2 separate regions of the Sus scrofa genome follow, and region 2 is linked to region 1. The links are chromatin contacts, called in public HiChIP or PLAC-seq maps. All regions are on one chromosome and are shown on one strand. Each heading gives the region's core, a stretch centred on a gene start, on an enhancer-like site or on the middle of the called end of the contact. The rest is flanking DNA. Distances are from core to core; before and after follow the strand shown. Region 1 overlaps STAM (signal transducing adapter molecule 1). Region 2 overlaps MRC1 (mannose receptor C-type 1).

Evidence for each region. HiChIP or PLAC-seq counts read pairs in DNA pulled down with a chosen protein or histone mark.
Region 2: a contact with region 1 is called in an H3K27ac HiChIP or PLAC-seq map of alveolar macrophages. The contact joins two enhancer-like sites. A contact is called at or near these places in 2 of 2 datasets of contacts at active chromatin or transcription factors (alveolar macrophages and skeletal muscle).

What each region holds. Positions count from the first base shown.
Region 1 is chr10:43,970,597-43,977,687 of Sscrofa11.1, forward strand. The region is part of intron 2 of STAM (signal transducing adapter molecule 1); the gene reads left to right. Among named protein-coding and RNA genes, the nearest start is that of STAM, 27 kb to the left of the region's middle. Within about 2 kb of position 2,110, at least 27 of the 83 cell types and tissues checked have an H3K27ac peak or open chromatin away from gene starts, as enhancers often do. A contact at or near this core is called in alveolar macrophages, where this site is marked.
Region 2 is chr10:44,181,088-44,187,979 of Sscrofa11.1, forward strand. MRC1 (mannose receptor C-type 1) reads left to right here. Exons shown (of 30, transcript NM_001255969.1): 13 at 753-880; 14 at 1,368-1,455; 15 at 3,503-3,647; 16 at 6,305-6,346. Among named protein-coding and RNA genes, the nearest start is that of SLC39A12, 55 kb to the right of the region's middle. Within about 2 kb of position 4,189, at least 4 of the 83 cell types and tissues checked have an H3K27ac peak or open chromatin away from gene starts, as enhancers often do. A contact at or near this core is called in alveolar macrophages, where this site is marked.

The DNA.
Region 1 (7,091 bases), core at 860-3,359:
CTCTATAGCTCTTGTCAATAAAGAATTGCTTGAAAAGAATTGTGTAATAATTGAGATACCTTATTTTTTTTTTTTTTTCTTTTTTTGGCTGCATGCATGGCATGTGGACATTCCTTGGCCAGGAATCAAACCCACACCATAGCAGCAACCCAAACCCCTGCAGTGACAGCGCTGGATCCTTAACCTGAGAGCTCTTGAGATACAAGTCTAGTATTACTGGAGTTTAAAAAAAATTCAAACCCACACAATATGCTCATGTGTATGGTTGCTCTTTAACAATAACGTTTTACATACATATCCAGTTGTATTTTCACTTTCTTACTGTGCTTTGATAATTTCCCAGTAGGGAGTGATAGGCTTCAGGGCCAGATTTTGACATTCCTGGGCCCTTAGCACTTTTCTCTTCCTGGGTCCCTTTCTCCATAGAAAAATAATACAAATATTTTATGACTGCATTTTTATAAATACAACTGTATTATCATGCAGGGAAAACATTTTCTTTGATCTAAAAGTCCATCTTTTTCTTATTTTAAAAGAAATATAAACATTTTTGTGGGCCCCTAAAATTGTGAGCCCTGTAAGCATTGTGCCTCCATGCCTAAGGATGAGTATTACAGAATTGGGTTATAGATTTGCAGACCAATTTAGTAATAAAAAGTTATTAATGTTCTTCTCAGGTGAACATTAAAGTAAGGGCTACTTATAATGGGGTTCTTAATAGGTAGTTTATTTATATTGTGGCAAAGTAAAAAAGGCATAAAATTTACCTCTTTATCTGATTTTAAGTGTACAGTTTGTGGCCTGCACTACCTTCACATTGTTTTGGGAGCTTTACCACACTCCATCTCCCGATCTTTTCGTCATCCCCAACTGAACTCAGCCTATTAAACAACTGACCACCTCACCCCCTGCCTTCACCAGAATGGGTAGCCACTTAGAGTTTGTTGTTAATCTTTTAAATCACTTTATAATTAGTTATATGGAAAACTTATGGAGATCTGGCTTATGCTGTCTAAGAATACATACGTTTGCATATGGGTTGTTGATGGTAGCATAAGAATATTCAACAGTGTTGTAGGTTGTCAGTGCGGTGTTGAAAGATTGAGATGTGATTGATGTGAGAGGGAAAAGGGGAGATGAATATTCCTGAGACAAATGTAGATAGGACGCGTTGAGGTAGGAATTTATGGTTTGCATGTAATTGGTGAGGTTGTTTGTATGCTAGGCAACTGTCTGGATTTTTTAAAAAGCATTGGCACGTGGTGTTAATCTATAATTTTATAAAACGTACAGGTCTGTTTAAGAGGATGGATTCAGGCATGGTGGAGGAAACTAGGAAAAGCGTTTCTGTTTGAGTAAGATTTGTTGTTTTTTAATCAAAATGATTTGTAACCAGCAACATTATAGAATTTACTGCATAAATTAAATAAATAACTTACATTAAAGTCTTTCTTCCTTAAGAAAATAATATTTAAAAATCTGTTTGGCCCTTAAAATATTTTTTTTTTTTTGAGTTACCTGTTTTAGAGCCGTGGTTGGAAAATATTCTCAAGTTTTAAGGAGGAAATAAAGAGCCAATTATTGCGAAATTTCATTTAGTCAGAGAACTGTGACCCAGAAACATGGTTCCAGTGATATTTCAAAAAACCCTGCTTAATTCTTCCTCTTTGAGAAAATCTTACTGATGTGTTCTTTGAACCACACATATGTGTGTGTTTGTTCATTGTTTTAAAGAAATACTTACGGTTATATGAAATACGTACTTTCTTCAAAAATAAATGCATACTTAACATGCCTCAAACATTAAAACAGTTTAAAGGATGGACGTTGACAAGTGTAACTCCAATCCCTGTTTCCTTCCCCATCCTCTATAGATAACCACTGTTGTTTCTTTCCATTGTTTCTCAACACAAACACAAGTGTATTTTCCCCGCATTAATAGACAATAAGTATGTCACATATGCTCTTCTACATTTGTAGTTACTTTATTCTTTAGTATGTCCTAACAGCCTGAAATGTTTAAATATGCTGGACCTAAAACTTTCAAAAACACTCTCAAATTTTTTTTCTAACTTCCTAAGATATTCACATGATCTTTAGTGTGCCGTTCCAGTGTCTGAGTAAGTACTGAAAAATGCTTAGCCAGTGAGGTCATGTGATGGACTGAAAACGTCTGTTTGTTCAGAATCAAGAGAACTTTCAGAATAATAGTAGCAGTTTTCTTTAACTTGTTGTCACATATAAATAGCTTTTGTCTATTAGTTTTGATTGATTTGTTTGTAGAAGATAGATGTGAGGGTAGGTGTTGATTATTCACAATAAAAAGTTAAAATTCTGTATTTGACATCCAGATTAATTTGTGCTATTTATAGCTTAACTTTCTTTGCTTAGCTTTTGACAAAAATATAGTTGACTGAGCGTGTAAAACATGATGAACTTTTTTCTTTACGTGGCTGAGGGGTCTATTAAGTCTTTTATTTAGATAGACTTAGAAGGATAAAATGATAGTCATTACTGACGTTTTGTGAAAAATATAAATAGAAGCTTTTGGGAAAGAATTTGTTAAAATTCGTTTTCATTGGCTTTATATTGTCTTATCCTGGACCTGGGCTTTGACTGTTTCTGATCTTCACCTGGAGGTTGATAGAATATTTCCTGATTTCTTTTAAGGGAAAAGTAGTCTGGGGCTTAGATGTCTTCAGGTTGGAAGGGCAGCATCAGGTTGAGAAACAGATTTCTTCCCTATATTTTGTAATAATCAGTCCTCAATTTACTGGCCTTAGGTTTTAAAATCTTTAGTGTTTTTTTATGAATAATAGCCAACATTTATTGACAGCTTATTATCTGCCGGTTCTTGTTTAAATGCCTTATTTTATTTAATCATCACAACAGCTCTAGGTACCCTTGAGTTTTTCTAGTTTACAAATGAGAATCTGATTCATTTTTAGGGTTTTAAGTGTAATTTAAACGAGGGGAGGATTACCAGCAGGAATAACATTAAAAGCTTTTTTTGGTAAAGCGTGGTCTTGTTTTCAAGGTATCTTTCACTTTCTTAATATCACAGAATTACTTCCATTGATTTCATACTTTCTGTATCCATCGTTTTTTCTTTCCTTTGACAAACAGTAAGTACTGCCTGGGTGTCATGCTTTAGCTTTACAGTGGTGAATAAAGCAAGCACAGCCTTTGTCCTCAGCTATGGTAACAATTTACCGAGTAGAAGATAGAAGTAAGTAAATAATGGACCAAGAAGACAGTGAGCAGAGTGCTTAGTGGAGAATAAAAGGGGAGACCCACTTAGATTGTTCAGGGAGGGACTGGTATGAGGGGGTAATAACATCTATACTATGATTTTAAAGTTGAGAAGAAGCAAAGAGTTGAAAGCAGAGGTCATTAATGTGGTGTATGTTATAAATAACAAATCAATATTGATACATTATTATTAAATAGTCTGTGGTTTACATTATAACTAAGGCTCACTGGGTGCTGTAAAGTTTTATTGATTTTTGACAAGTCCATAATGACATGTATCTGTTATTACAGTATCACACAGACTAGTTTCACTGTCTTTAAAATGTCCTGTTGTTCTACTGTTCATTCCTCTCCTTCCTCTTTCTGAGCCTTTGATAACCACTCTTTTTTTTTTTTTTTTAAACTATTTCTAAAATTTTGCCTTTTCAAAACGTTATTCAGTATGTGGTATGTAGCACTTTCACACTGGCTTCTTTTACTTAGCAAAATGCATTTAAGTGTCATCTATGTCTTTTCATGGCTTGATAGCTCATTTCTTTTTATTTCTGAATATTTCATGGTATGGATGTACTATAGCTTGTTTATACATTCACCAATTGAAGGATATCTTCATTGCTTCTAGTTGTTGATGATTGTGAATAAAGCCGCTGTCAAACATGTTTGTGTGTGTGTGTGTGTGTGTGTGTGTGCATGGACATAAGTTTTTAACGCATTTGGGTAAAAACATAGGAGTGTGGTTGCTGGATCGTGTGATAAAACTATGTTGAGCTTTGTAAGAAACCACCAGTCTTCCAAAGTCCCTTGCGATTTCATTTTTTTACATTTAGGTCTTTGATCTGTTAGGAATTTATCCTGTTGCGTAGTGTGAGGTATGGCTCTAACTTTGTACTGTTCTGTTTGGCTCCCTCAAAATTCTGACAGCATTTACTGAATAGTCTTTCTTTGTCCTTTCGGATTTGAAATTCTACCTTTATATACTACATTACCAAATGTATTTGGACCTCTTTTTTGAATTTTCCTTTTTGTCCCATTGCTGTATATCTATTCATGTGCTCTACCATGTGGTTTTAATTATTAAAGCCTTATAATACATTATAGTATGTGGCAGGGTTGGTTTTCTTTTTTTTTCTCCCGCAGTTTTTCTAGATACTCTTATTCTTCCCTGCTGTCAGCAGATAAACTTTGAAATTGGCTCTATTAGTTTAAAAACAAAATGATTTCTTTTTAAATGGGCCTATTTTTAAATTACTACATTACCTTTTTTTTTTTTGTCTCTTGTCTTTTCAGGGCCGCACCCACGGCATATGGAGGCTCCCAGGCTAAGGGTCTAATCGGAGCTACAGCTGCAGGTCTACACCACAGCCACAGCAACACCAGATCCGAGCTATGTCTGTGACCTACACCACAGCTTATGGCAATGCCGGATCCTTAACCCACTGATTGAGGCCAGGGATCGCACCCACAACCTCATGGTTCCTAGTCGAATTTGTTTCCGCTGCGCCACGACGGGAACTCCTACATTATGTTTTTGATATAAAAATTTTTCTACCAAGTATGTAGCCAGTCTTTCTGTTTATATCCTTTAGTACATTTTTAAAGTTTTCCTCTTATAAACCTCGTACATTTTTGATGAAGTTTTTTATAAAGTGTCTTGTTTTAGTCACTATTTAAGTGAAGTCTTGCTTTAACTGGTTGTTTGATGGGGGTTTTCTCTTTTCCAAGGTAGAATCGGAGCTGCAGCTGTATCCGGGAGAGAGTGATCCATTCTAAGGAGGAAATCGAGATGATGATTCAGGAGAAAGTAGGGATAGGATAGTCATAGGCGCTAAGTCCTTGACTAGACAGTAGAGTTTGGGATCTGATTAGGTGTGATTTTTCCATCTTTACTTGCCCTAGACAATGATTTTACTTTGGCATTTTGTTATGGTTTACATTTTTTTTCCCCTGTGTCCACAGCTTGCAGGAGTTTCTGGGCCAGGGATGGAACCTGTGTCATAGCAGTGACCCAAGTCACAGCAGTGACAATACCAGATCCTTAACCCACTGAGCCACCAGGGAACTCCCTGTTTTTTACTATGATTTTTATTTTTTTTATTTAATAATTTTTCTTTTTTCCACTATAGTGGTTTATAGTATTCTGTCAGTTTTCTTCTGTACAGCAAAGTGACCCAGTCTCTCTCTCTCTCTCTCTCTCACACACACACACACACACACACACACACACACATATACACATATTCTTTTTCTTACATTATCCTCTATCATGTTCCATTTATAAGTGACTGGATATAGTTCCCTGTGCTATACAGAAGGATCTCATTGCTTATCTACTCCAAATGCAATAGTTTTACTATGATTTTTAAAACTGTATTTTATAGAACAGGACCTATAGAATCCTAGTGATCTAGAGGTTGTTTCATAGATGAGGAAACTAAAACCCTGAGATTTTTTTTTTTTAGGGCTGTTCCCATGGCATATGGAAGTTTTCAGGCTAGGGGTCGGATCAGAGCTGCAGCTGCCCGCCTACACCAGAGCCACAGCAACACTGTGGGATCTGAGCCGTGTCTGTGACCTACACCACAGCTCATGGGAACCCTGGATTCTTAACCCACTGAGCAAGGCCAGGGATCAAGCCCGCATCCTCATGGATACTAGTTGGGTTCACTACTGCTGAACCACGACAGGAACTTCTAAAGCCCTGAGATTTTAATGTGACTTGTCCAAAAGTAGTAGAGGTGAACTTGGAAGTCTGGTTTTCTTTACTTCTAGTTTTATATATATTTTTCCACTTTTCTGTGCTGAGTGCTTAACTGTGTATAAAAGCAGCATTGTTTGAAAGTTGAAATCGACATGCTATTTTCACTAATTTTTTAGTGATTTTTGTCTTCCATACATTATGTTACATAATTGTTTTATTTAACTGAACTACACTCCAGTATTACATGATCTGTGGAACTCAAATATCATCATACTGAGGGGGAGTTCCTGTCGTGGCTCAGTGAAAATGAATCTGACTAGTATCCATGAGGACTCAGGTTTGATCAAAAAGAGTAAAAAAAAAAAATCCCCATACTGAATTAAAGCATTCGGTGACTACTGTCTGCACTTTCGTTAATCCTCAGTATTTTGTATGTAGAAGTTTATTTACCTCCTTTTCTGATGAGGTCCTTTGGGGACATGAATTTTTTCTTCACAGAGCCAGATAGCAGTTTGTATACTATATTCTCGTTCCAATGATCATCTCATGAGAAATATCTACCTAACAAGTTCAAAATTGCAAATTTGATATTTGTATTCACTGTTTTGCCCATCCCCCTCCTTGCATTGTGTGGACTGTACGTTATGTAATGTATATTACCAATCGAATATGCATTTTTTTTTTCTTTTTTAGAGCCACACCCATGGAATATGGAAGTTCCCAGGCTAGGGTTCCAATCGGAGCTGCAGCTGCCGGCCTGCACCACAGCCACAGCAACGTGGGATCCAAGCCGTGTCTGTGACCTACACCACAGCTCACAGCAATGCCAGATCCTTAACCTACTGAGCGAGGCCAGGGATCGAACCTGCATCCTCATGGATCCTAGTCGGGTTCGTTAACTACTGAGTCCCTAAGGGAACTCCCAAATATGTGTTTTGAACATACCATTGAGTATATAGTTATTACTCATTTCAATTCTGATTTATTTCCTATTTTATGTTAAAGTTCTTTTTACAGTTAATGTTGTGCCTTTATACTTTTGAAAGCCTTCTTCTAAATTAGACTCACCTTGGTATGCAAGAAGGGTTTATATTATCTGTTAATTAAAATTTTTTTTAACTTTGTTCAGCAAAGATTTGCA
Region 2 (6,892 bases), core at 2,939-5,438, 210 kb after region 1:
GTCTGACTTCCTTCACTTAGTATGATCATCTCTAGGTCCATCCATGTTGCTGAGAATGGAATCATTTCCTCCTTTTTATGGCTGAGCAATATTCCATTATCTATGTACCACATCTTCTTTATCCATTCATCTTCACCATTCGACATTTTGGTTGCTTCTCCTATCTTTTTAGATTCTCTGCTCAGTAAGTGTCTGTCATAGCATGTGCTCCAACTGTTGTTCAATTATCCAAAAAAAGATAAGATACTAAAGAACACCATCTACCCAGTGTTGGAAAACTGCCAGGTTACTCATTGTTTAAATGAAACAGGATGAAAAACTGTAGCACAATCTTAGGGAGGTTCTTCTCCTTAAAATTTTCTCTCTTCATGTTTATTTTCTCTATGTCCAAGCTTCTTTCATTCTTTTTATCTCAGTGTCACTTTTTGCACTTAACTGCATTAAAATTGTCTTCGGCAAGGAGCTATATGCCCAGTCCATATGCTTAAAGCGTCTAAGCTTTCAGTCTAACTTCTCCTGTGCTAGAAAATAACTTTCTTTTCTAAGGTTTCCTCAACAAAATCATCCCCCAGATTTTGTTACCCAAATATTCACTCACAAATTGATTTTCAGCTGAGAGAACTGTATTGTTTGGGGCCATTGTAACGTCTTGCTTTTCTATAAATGAAACCTCATCAGAAGTACGTAATTATTTCTCTTGGTTGGATAAGCTATAAAGTGTACAGTAAATTCCAAATCTCTATCACTCTTAGCTGTTTGCAAAAGGAAAACATGAGAAGAAAACGTGGTTTGAGTCTCGAGATTTTTGTAGAGCTTTGGGTGGAGATCTCGCTAGCATCAATAATAAAGAGGAACAGCAAGCAATATGGCGGCTAGTAACGCAAGTATCTTTTCTATATAATATTCTTTTCTTTGACCTATTGGGCTAATGATGTTGAGAAAATTCTCGTATTTCCAAAATTGTTGGTCCCTTAAGTACATATACCATATCCCAAATCCATGGGCACTTTTTGATGTAGTTTCACTTCTAAATGATTTAACTTTCTAGATTTAAATCCTGAGATGAATTGCCCTACAAAAGTATAAGCCACTCAATATATATCGTTAATGAATAAATGAAGGAGCATCTTTCACTGCTTTACAGTTATTCTCAAATCATTCTCAGTTGTTTTCAGGGTATTTTGGGGTTGTACCAAAATGCGTAACTGTTGTATCATGTTTATATTTAGTCCTTGAGTCCCTTTACCTGTGTAATAACTAACTTATGTTATTTGAAGTCATTTTCATATTTGATTAGGACGCATTGGTAACCACATTTGGTTCATGTAGTTCATAAGCTATCTTTATTTATATCTTGTATGTCACAGGGCTAGTGGAAGCTACCATGAACTGTTTTGGTTGGGATTGACCTATTCAAGTCCTTCTGAAGGCTTTACTTGGAGTGATGGATCTCCTGTGAGTAATTTGATTATATAGATCATATTTTTACTTTATCGTGTATTTCATTTGATGTTATCCTTTGGCTTAATCCATGTTTTTGGTAAGATAGGGTATTATGATAGCTAGAGACATGCTGTGCAAAAATAAATGCTCTTTGGGGATCATTGTCGTGTCCCTGCTCCCATATAGTTCTATTCACTCAAGATGTATCCAGGGTGGACTAGATGAAAAAATTAGGAAACTCATTCCTCTAGTTTATCTAAAATAATGTCTTCATTCTATCAGGCCCAATTGGTATGCAAGCTGCTAAACTTGTTAAAAATTGGGTGTTCTCTGACCTCTTCTAGGTCAGGAGGTGTGGAGACAACTTCTGATATTGTATTAAAAACCTTTAGGCTTGGTCGGACTTCTCATTATCAAGAATAGAAAAGTGAGAGGTTGTGGCACCTGCTGGCAACATTGAGCCCTGCAGTCACTGTAGCAAGTGATTTGGTGTCGTTTCAGTTTTCTGTTCTCTTACAGCCCATCACCAATTTTCAAGGCATGGGGGTAGGGTGGATTGTTTGATGGCTCCATTGACAACTTGGATTTTATATTTCAATCTCTAGAAAATAGATCATAATGCTTATTCTACAGCCTTACAGGCAATGATTCATTCTGAAAACTCCATAAGGAACCTACTCTCAGCCCTCCATTTATTCCTGCTGTGCCTTTTCATAAAGTTTGGTAGCTATGTTGACACTTTTCTTAAGTCTTTGTCTTTCATAAAAAGACCCAATTATATTTCTTTTTTTTTTTTTTTCTTTTTATGGTCGCACCTGTGGCATATGGAAGTTCCTGGGCTAGGGGTTGAATTGGAGCTGCAGCTGCAGGCCTACACCACAGCCACAGCAACGCTGGATCTGAGTCACATCTGTGGCCTGTGCCACAGCTTGCATCAAAGCCGATCATAGCCTGCAGAGCGAGGCCAGGGATCAAACCTGCATCCTCATGGACACTATGTCGGGTTCTTAACCTGCTGAGCCATAGTGGGAACTCCCTAATTATGTTTCTTCATCCTACCACTCCAATGAAAAAAACGTTTCCAGCATCACTGTGAAATAGTTCCCTTTAGGAAGGAGTTACACAGTTAGAAACTCCCAGCAATGAGAAGTGGTACTTTTTCCCCCAGATTTTTCCTGTATACAAATCCCACTTTCATGGCCCCTGGATTCATTCTCTTTCATAAGAAGAGTAGGAATTCCCATTGTGATTCAGCAGTAACAAATCTGACTAGTATCCATAAGGATTCAGGTTCAATCCCTGGCATTGCTCAATAGGTTAAAGATCAGTGTTGCTGAGAGCTGCTGCGTTGGTCACAGACACAGCTTGGATTCACCGTTGCTGCAGCTGTGGTGTAGGCTGGCAGCTACAGCTTTGATTTGACCCCTAGCCTGGCAACTTCCTTATGCCACAGGTGTGGCCCTAAAACCCAAAAGCCAAAAGCCAAAACCAAAACCCAAAAAACCAAACCAGGAGTTCCCGTCGTGGCTCAGTGGTTAACGAATCCAACTAGGAACCATGAGGTTGCGGGTTCGATCCCTGGCCTCGCTCAGTGGGTTGGGGATCCGGCGTTGCCTTGAGCTGTGGTGTAGGTTGTAGACGTGGCTCAGACCCCGCGTTGCTGTGGCTCTGGCGTAGGCTGGCGGCTACAGCTCCGATTCGACCCCTAGCCTGGGAACCTCAATATGCCGCAGGAGCGGCCCAAAGAAATGGCAAAAAGACAAAAACAAAAAACAAAAAACAAAAACAAACAAAAAAAAACCCCAAACCAAACCAAAAAACCCAGGAAGAGTAAAGAACATTTTGGAATAATTAATAACATACTCTATTCAAGTTACCATGTAACGAAGGTTATTTAGTTATTTCTTTCCCAGCTGTGTTCATAAACCTGGTTTTCAAAGCAAACGTATTATGAAAAAGAGTACATGTGATTAAAAAATGTAAACTTTCCTTTTGTGTTTGGCTAGACGTTGGCCTGATAGAAATGGCTCACGATTGTAATGTGATGTTTCTCACGTAGGTTTCCTATGAAAACTGGGCTTACGGCGAACCTAATAATTATCAGAATGTTGAATACTGTGGCGAGTTGAAAAGTGACGCTGGTATGTCCTGGAATGATATTAACTGCGAACATCTTAACAACTGGATTTGCCAGATTCGCAAAGGTATGATAACCCGCCCTCTCCTTCATCTCAGATTGGAGAACTGCCTTCCGGAGATTCCGGGATCTTCCCCTTGTTAGCAGAACCACACAAACAAAATAACAAAATCAGGGAACTGGCAGGGGGTCATCATTTCACAGGATAAGGATGAAGTTGCTGAGCAGAGATAAATGTTCCAAAGGAACAGAAGATCAAAAGGCCACCCGGGAATCCTGGACAAGAGTCACGTCCTCCAAAATAGTTCCCACAAGCCATGTCCCAGCGCAGGTTCTGGAGTCCAGCGAGTGGGTGGGTGTGCTCCATCTAAGCAGAGTCATGAGCCAGTGATTTCTGTTGGGGATTTTCACCCTCCGACCTCTGGTAGTCATCCAGCAGGTGAATGTGCTCCTCAGTCTGAATGTGCTGAATGCTCATTTCTCTAGGAAACAGTCAACCAAAGAGCGGGGTACCTTTTGTGGCCCCTGATTGCTGGGAGACTCACTATGTTATCAGTGGCCAACAATGGTCAATGCATACTTAGCATTCAGGGTTTATGACTCAGAAACTTCCACATTTTGCAGTTCCCGTTGTGGCTCAGTGATTCATGAACCTGACTAGTATCCATGAGGATGCAGATTTGATCCCTGGCCTCGCTCGATGGGCTAAGGATTCGGTGTTGCCATGAGCTGTGGTGTAGGTTGAAATCGTGGCTGTGATCCTGCATTGCTGTGGCTGTGGCATAGGCTGGTGGCTGCAGCTCCAGTTCCACGCCTAGCCTGGGAACATCCATATGCTGCGGGTGTGGCCCCAAAAAGACAAAGAAAGAAAGTTCCACATTTCCAAATCATGCATGGAGGGCAGAGGAGTCAGTTTCTTCTGCTAAGATAAATGGAACAGACGCCCCCTACCCTTACGCCTGAACCCAAATAGACACCAGCTTCCTCCTTTGTAAACAGATAAACGGAACTACATCGCCCTCTGCTGTCAGGGAACTTTATCGCCCTCTGCTGTCAGGGAACCTTGGCCACTGTTTCTAGCTCTATTGCTAAAGATACTCTGTTGCACTTCTGGTGTCTCTCTGCTTATTTTCCTTCTACTTAGATGCCTGCTTCCAAAACAGCTGCCAGAATGGAAGTTCTCATTCTGGCTCAGCAGTAAGGAATCCGACTGGTACCCATGAGGACGAGGGTTTGATCCTTGGCCTTGCTCAGTGGGTTAACGATCCAGCATTGCGGTGACTTGAGGTATAGGTCACAGCCTTGGCTTGGATCCTGTGTGGCTGTGGCTGGACCAGTTACAGCACGGATTTGACCCCTAGCCTGGGAACTTCCATATGCTGTGGGTGTGGCCCAAAAAAAGAAAAAGAAAAGACACAAGTTGTCAGAATGGAGGAATAAATAGTGGCCAATTTTTCTTTAATGTTCCCTCTTATCTACCAAGGACTAGTTGTATTGTTAGTAGGTCTATTAGCATAGATACACATTAAACCAAAAGCTAGGAAACTTTTATTAGATCCCAACAAAGTCCAGGTATATCATTAATTTCTTGGAAAGAAAAAGATTTCATTTAACTTTTCATAAAACATACATTTAGTACGAATAAAGGGTTTTTTGTTGTTGCTGTTGCTGTCGTTTTTGTCATTTTAGGGCCACACCCATGAGATATGGAAGTTCCTAGGCCTACACCACAGCCAAAGCCAACTCAGGATCCAAGCCGCATCTTCAACCTATACCACAGCTCACAGCAACACTGGATCCTTAACTCACTGAACGAGGCCAGGGATCGAACCTACCCATGTCCTCGTGGATAGTGGTCAGGTTCGTTACTGCTGAGCCATGATGGGAACTCCGAATAAGGGCTTTTTGGAAGAAAATATATTTTAGGAGTTCCCATTGTGGTGCATCGGAAACGAATCCGACTAGGAACCATGAGGTTGCGGGTTCGATCCCTGGCTTCACTCAGTGGGTTTCAGTGAGCCATGGTGTAGGTTGCAGACGCAGATTGGATCCCAAGTTGCTGTGGCTGTGGTGGTGGCCAGCAGCTGTAGCTCCGATTGGACCCCTAGCCTGGGAAACTCCATGTGCTGCCAATGCAGCCCTAAAAAGGGAAAAAAAAGAAAAAATATTTTTTTTATAAATACATAGCTCCTATTTAATGGTTTCAAATAATGAAAATTTAAAAGCTAATTATAACATGTGTTACTGTAAAATGAACATCTACTGAACATCTTTTAAATAACCCAAAACTCGCATATTTTACCCCATCTCTTTACACATATGATTAACTCCTTTCTGGAGTTGCGAAAATTAAAGGTAAGAAATTTAAGCCCAGATCTGAAATTTGAACCTAGATGTTTTGATCCCAAAAACTCATGTCTTCTTTCTTTTATGTGATGCTACTTGTTGTGCCTAAAAACCGTCTTCAAATTTCTGGTGGATTGCTGTACCTAATTTGTTTAAGTTTTTAAAAAAATTAATGTACAGTTGATTTACAGTGCTATACAGCCAATTTCTGTTGTACGGCGAAGTAACCCAGTCATGGAGGAAGAGGAAGAGAGAACCTCTTATGTTTTTAGCTAGGTTGATCCATGAAAATAGTGAAACTGGAAGGATGTGTAATAGCAAGTTCAGTAGAAATACAAGTTCAAGCACAACTGATAACTGATGTTCTTTTGTTTTCAGGACAAACACCAAAGCCTGAGCCAACACCAGCTCCTCAAGACAGTAGGTGTTTCCTTTTTGCCCCCTGATGTCCATATCAATAGCCCCCCCTTTCCTTTCTCAGTGAAAAAACAAAAAACAAACAAACAAAAACCTTACTCAAGGAAGGTGGAAAGAAGTTCTTTTTTTTTTTTTTTTTTTTTTTGCTTTTTTAGGGCCATACCTGTGGCATATGTATGTTCCCAGGCTAAGGGTTGAATCAGAGCTACAGCTGCTAGCCTACAGCACAGCCACAGCAATGCCAGATCTGAACCACCTCTGCAAACTACACCACAGCTCACAGCAATGCTGGATCCTTAACCCACTGAGCGAGGCCAGGGATCAAACCCATGTCCTCATGGATACTAGTCGGATCATTTCTGCTGCGCCACAATGGGAACTCCGGAAGAGGTTCTTAATAGCTTTAAGAATCTAATGAAAGTTTGGATCTTCTCATAAATGCACAAACAGGGTTCATGAATCACATCCAAGAGTTTCATGGATTATTTTCGTTTGGCACACTTGGTGGCTGAGAGCTATACACCCTGATTCCATTGTGCTTCTGGAGGG